Linked DNA regions of Mus musculus: region 1 is linked to region 2. A link is a contact called in public Hi-C data. All regions are on one chromosome and are shown on one strand. The core of a region is the stretch at or near the end of the contact, and the rest is flanking DNA. Distances in the headings are between cores, read along the strand shown. Region 1 overlaps Coq2 (coenzyme Q2 4-hydroxybenzoate polyprenyltransferase). Region 2 overlaps Enoph1 (enolase-phosphatase 1).

Evidence for each region. Hi-C and Micro-C count contacts between places; a contact is called where the count stands out from the background.
Region 1: a Hi-C map of B cells shows a contact between it and region 2, with 4 times the contacts expected there. The contact joins two enhancer-like sites. A contact is called at or near these places in 1 of 39 promoter capture datasets (pre-B cells) and 6 of 484 Hi-C or Micro-C datasets (B cells, the G1E-ER4 cell line, cortical neurons and 1 more).

What each region holds. Positions count from the first base shown.
Region 1 is chr5:100,661,626-100,664,485 of GRCm38.p6, reverse strand. It overlaps Coq2 (coenzyme Q2 4-hydroxybenzoate polyprenyltransferase), which reads left to right. Exons shown (of 7, transcript NM_027978.2): 3 at 785-906; 4 at 2,564-2,649. Among named protein-coding and RNA genes, the nearest start is that of Coq2, 11 kb to the left of the region's middle. Within about 2 kb of position 1,280, at least 91 of the 459 cell types and tissues checked have an H3K27ac peak or open chromatin away from gene starts, as enhancers often do. A contact at or near this core is called in B cells, where this site is marked.
Region 2 is chr5:100,068,735-100,071,650 of GRCm38.p6, reverse strand. It overlaps Enoph1 (enolase-phosphatase 1), which reads right to left. Exons shown (of 6, transcript NM_026421.3): 6 at 2,886-2,916. Among named protein-coding and RNA genes, the nearest start is that of Tmem150cos, 7.8 kb to the left of the region's middle. Within about 2 kb of position 1,255, at least 11 of the 459 cell types and tissues checked have an H3K27ac peak or open chromatin away from gene starts, as enhancers often do. A contact at or near this core is called in B cells, where this site is marked.

The DNA.
Region 1 (2,860 bases), core at 31-2,530, 590 kb before region 2:
TAGTCAGCCTAACGTCACAGACCCATTCAGGAGTGTGGCAGACACATCGGCTCATCTCTCTGCACTGACCTCTGACTCACTGCTTCCCGTTCTCAGAGCAGGACGTGAGCTTTACTCCGTATCTGCTGCGGTCCCTTGCTCCCGAGAAAGCCTGTTATTTCGCCACCTTGCCTGTGTATGGGAGCTGGATGTGGGCTTGCTGAGCTGAGCGGCTATGTATCTAGATCTGGAAGACACTGTTAGTTTGGAGGTGGGGCTGGGAATGGTGTCACAGCACTTAGCCCCTTTACAGCCACTTTAAACTATTTAAATACACCGTGTTAGTTCTTGATGGGACTTCACTCTGTTCATAATTGTTCCTAAGAGCCTGCCCTTAGCCTTTAACATGCTTTTGTCTGCATGTATGTTTGCGTACCAGAGGAGGGCAGCAGATCCTTTTTCTATTACAGGTGGTTGAGAGCCACCTTGTGGTTGCTGGGAGTTGAACTCAGGACCTCTGAAAATGCAGCCAGTGCTCTTAACGGCTGGGCCATCTCTCCAGCCCTCACTTTAATTTTGAAATAACATTTATTTGTATGTGTGAAGGAAACACCGTTCACGAGAGGAAGTCAGAGTAAACCTGGAGGAAGCATTTCTCTCCTGTTGTGTGGGTTCCAGGTCATCAGACTTGGAGGCGAGTGCCAGCCCTGACTGTCTCAGGAGCCCGTGGAGCATCTGCTAATCACTGTTTATGTGAACGACTGACTTGGCATATAACTGAAGGGCTCTCTTTTCCTGTGTTGAGGTTACAAGGACAGCAAACCGCCCAATCGCTGCTGGAGACATTTCGACCTTCCAGTCCTTCGTCTTCCTTGGGGGACAGCTGACCTTGGCACTGGGCGTTCTCCTGTGTTTAAACTACTACAGGTACATCAGATGAGGTTTCACAGTTGTGTGTAAAATATCTCCTCTGACATGTAAAATGTGGGGATAGAGGGGGATTCTCTTTATTACAAATCTGCTTATTGACCCCTGTGAAGGGCCTGAGAGTCAGCAGGGCACAGGACCTCAGCACGCTGTCAGATCTGCTTCCGAGACACCGCAGCCAAGAGCAGCCTCGCTCTGAAGTATTGTAGAGTTTGCTCTAGGTACTCCTGATAGGACACAGAGCACATCCCTGGGTTCTCAGGTGTGTGTGCAACAATATGTGTGCATATACTACGTGGCCTGTTATTGCTGAGTACCTGGAAGCAGAAGTGGTTGGGCTCAGTTAGCAAAAAGTGGAACTGAATCTTTCCCAGAGACTATAACTAGTCAAAATAGCAGAAGAGAAAGCCAAGAGGGCCCACATGGGGCTCTTAACGGGACACAGCATCAGATGGCTGTTTTCAGAGTGCTTCATGAGTAAGGATGGGCAGAGCAGAGAGTGCCACAAAAGAGATTAGGCCTGGTCATGAAGGGCCCAGCAGCTTTGACAGTACGAAAGGCTGTTACGTGAACTTTGAGAGACCTCGGAACAGCTTATGTTTCTGTGGCTGTTTTCTCTTTTTTTGTTTGTTTGTTTGTTTGTTTGTTTTATAGATTTTTTTTTTTAAAGCAGAGTCTCACCTATGTAGCCCTGGCTGTCCTGGATCTCACTCTGTACACCAGGCTGGCCTCAGACTCAGAGATTCTCCTGCCTCCATCTCCCCACTGCTAGGATTAGAGGTGTGTGTGCTGCTCTGCTATTTTCTCTCTCTTGAGAATGCCTGCTGTGTATGCAGGGACCCTCGCCAGTCTGATGAACTCTGGTAGGCACATGGAGAGCTAGGGGCGTGACTCACTTGGGGAAGTCCTTGCTGCATAAGTATGCTTAGTCCTTAGCCCCCACTGTAAAGTCAGGGATGGGGTATGTTTAGAATGCCAGCACTCAGGGGGCCGAGGCAGGCAGATCTCTGGGGATGGCTTGCCAGCCGGCCTCTCCTGGTTGCTGACCCTCAGGTTCCACGCTTGTCTCAGAAAGCAAGATAGCACTCTCAGGATCACATCTGAAGTTAGCCTTTCCTCATCTCACGTGCATGTGCACACACAAACAAACACATGCATGCACACACATGTGCACACACACTTCGGTTTATTGCACACCATTTGGAGGTGGCCAACAGTACAGGGTGGGTTACTCTGGTGCGACTCTGGAGCGGGGCTGCTGTAAGATTTGAGTGTCCCTATCCTATCTATGGATAAGCTGGGTGACACTTGGCTCCTGCATTGCTTTGCACTTCAGTTTCCACTCTACAAAAGGGGATGAGATTAAGACTGCCTGTTGCCTAGTGAAGATTGTAGAATAAATTAAGAGTTGAAACACTAACAATAGTACCTAGTTCATGAAAGTACTCTGTGGGTTCGCTTTTGTTTTTAGTTGTTTTTGTGACATGTAAGGTACTTTTCTAATCATTTCCTAGAGTAGGTGAAGTCAAACTCTAAGAAAAAATTTTCACAAAAATATTACTAAATACAAAAATACCTTGCAATTATTATCACTAATGACTTGAAAATATTTAGTGATTTCTGAATGATGCACTAATCCTGTAGCTTCTATTTCTAGTATAGCAATGGGAGCAGCGTCCTTACTTCTTGTCGTCACCTACCCACTAGTGAAAAGAATCACGTTTTGGCCTCAGTTGGCTTTGGGTAAGTTCCTTCACACTGTCTGCCATGTTTTTATATCCTGCACAGGGTGTGTGTGTGTGTGTGTGTGTGTGTGTGTGTGTGTGTCTGTACAGGTGTGTGTACATGACTGTCAGGTTAACCATCAAGTTTTATGGAAAATAAATTTTCATACTTTAAAGGAGTTCATTTATTCTCATTGGCCAAGAAACCTTACATATTTATTAAGATTATC
Region 2 (2,916 bases), core at 6-2,505:
AATACCTGAGTGAGACCTTAAGAGATGGAGCATCAGCAAAGAGCGCTTGCTGCCCTTGAAGAACACCTACGTGTAGTTCCCAGCATCTACCTCAAGTGGCCCACAACTCCCCGTAACTCCAGTTTCAGATCTGATGCCATCTTCTGGCCTCCACCCACAAGCACATGATGGCACACACACACACACACACACACACACACACACACGCGCGTACTAAATCTTTTTTAAAAACACCCAAGCGCTTTCTGCTTCCAACTCTCTCCTCTCATAGGTCTTCCTATAGCAACCCATTCTCCATCAAACACAATTTAAGTCACCCAGTCCCGCTCAGAATTCCCCAGTAGCTTCCGACCACATCTAGAGTACAGGCTAAGAATTTCACTAGGATCCAACAACCTAATGGTCAGGCCTCTTCTGTAGACCTCTCTAACTGTATTCAGCCACGGGGCTCCCTAGTCCCCAGTCCCAGCACTTCTACCTAAATCTCTACATTTAATCCACACACAGTGTTCTCTCCCCTTCTCTATCTGGTCTCCCATGATTAGGTTACAAGCCCTGCCCGCCCTCCCAGACCTTACTTTGTCTTTGTTTGGTTTCCTAACATCTCTAGAGGATATGCATGCTGACCATAGGGACAATGTGCCCTCATGTCAGCCCAGGACTCACGTCTTGACAGAATAAACCTGAGAGAAACTCAAGGGCAGATTTTACTCATTACTCTATCAGCAACAACTGCGGGATTTTTGATTTGTTTTGAGACAGAGCTCACGTGGCCTTGGCTACCAGCCTGGAACTCCCTATGTAAACCAGGCTGGCCCCTGCCAGGGATTGTAACTGCAAGTCACCAGGCCGAGCTCTGCAAATTATTGTTGAACATTACTGAGGATGGTATAATATGGACATCAAGGCACAGGTGGTAGTATAGCAAACTGTTATGGGACATAGTATATTTAATTATTTTTTTATAGGAGTAAAAAAAAAAAAATTCCTGAAAACAAGCCCCTTTAAACACTGCTGCTAAAACTTGTCTACCCAAAAGGAATGTATTTTTTAAAATGTGTTTGATACAGGAGAGGAAAGGGGATTAGCGGGTGGGTTGTGGTTGGTATTACTGCCAAAACTTTGTCTAACTCCTCTGCTCTTGCAATAGCCTGTTACTGGCTTTTAAAGATAAATGAACTGTTAGTCATGTCCCTGCTCCCTCCCTGTTCCCACCTGATGCCTTTCAACGGGGCTGTGGGGAAGCAGCACCACCTGCTGGGCAGAGCCGGTCCTGCACCCACACAGGCATTTAAGGCCCTGCTGTCAACCAACCCTGGAAACATCAGTGACTCTCAGCCACCAAAGCCAGCCTAAACAGCAGACCTCTCAGCTCCAGAATTGCTGATTAGAGCCAGCTTCTGAGATTTCTCTCCCTCAAACTACGGTAAAACACTGGAAGTCAGTGCTACTGAGGGAAAAACACCAAAATATATCTAGCTTGACAAGGAGTCCCTTGCCCCCGGCTATAAACAGAGAGACCGGGAAAAACCCAAATGTTATCACACACATCTGACTGCATGTATGCCTGTGGACCACACGAGAGCCTGGTGCAGGGAGAGGCGTCAGATGTCCTGGGATCAGAATTAGATGGTTGTGAGCCACCGCAAGGAATCAAACTCCAGTCCTCTGCAAGGACCACTGAGCCATCTCCGGCCCCTTAAAGATGTTTTTGATTTTTGTTTTTAATTTTGACTTATTGTTGTTGTTTGGCTGGTTTTTTGTTTGAGTAGCCTTGGAGATCCTGAAACTACTCCTATAGGCAAGCTGGCCTGGAACAGAGTTCCTACCTTTGCCACAATTAAAGGCTTTCCTCCAGGGCTGGGATTAAAGAGATGTGCCACCACACCAGGCTGTCTCTCAAGTCCTTACTTTTCTAATTGCTGTTATTAAAGGATAATCTGTCTGCCATCTGCCCATGAACTTGTCTACAAATATATATGTACGCATGAAGTGAATCCTTTCGTTGGATGTGATTTCACCATTTACAAATTATTCCCATTTCTATGACTTAACATGAATTTATTCTATTTCCTAGTGACAAAACCTGAATCAATGTAACATTTTTTCCTGTCCCCTTCCTCCTCATATTTCCAAGACTTTACCCCTTATCCAATGCATCCCCCCAAAATGATTCCTACACCATTTTCTTAATTACAAAAATAACTATTTCCTTTAAGTATTTTTTTAATATAGCCTTTTAAAAAAACGAGAGGGCAGTGGTGACCCACACCTTTAATCCCAGCACTCAGGAGGCAGAGGCAAGTGGATCCCTAAATTCGAGGCCAGCCTGGTCTACAGAACAAGTTCCAGGACAGCCAGGGCTACACAGAGAAACCCTGTCTCAGAAAAACCAAACATAACACAAACGAGAGGGCTCAGTGGATAAAGTTCCCTGCCACTAGCAAGACCCACAGCCTCCGTCTGACCCCTGCCCCAGATGGAAGGGAAGAGAACTAACCACCACAAACTGTCCAGCCTGTCCCCTTCCTCCCTCTGTGTGTGTGTGTGTGTGTGTCTGTCTGTCTGTCTGTTTGTCACACTCACACACACACACACACACACACACATGCACACACACCAATTAAAATGAGGGGGCGAAAACCATGGTTATCAAAACGCCAAGAAACTTTCCTTACACATTGAATGCTGTCTGAATTAAGTCGAAATAACGTTTGAATCCAAATTGAAGTGACGCAGTGACGTTCATTTATACTGTTAAAACAGACATGCCTCGCACACACCCAATGCAAAATCTAAAGAAGTTCACTCTCCCAGTGGCTTCGGCCTCGCTTTCCTCTCTGCCTCTGACAGAGTGAGGCACAATCCACACGTCTGTATGAAACTGTATGAGAAGAAAATGCCTTTATTAATTAA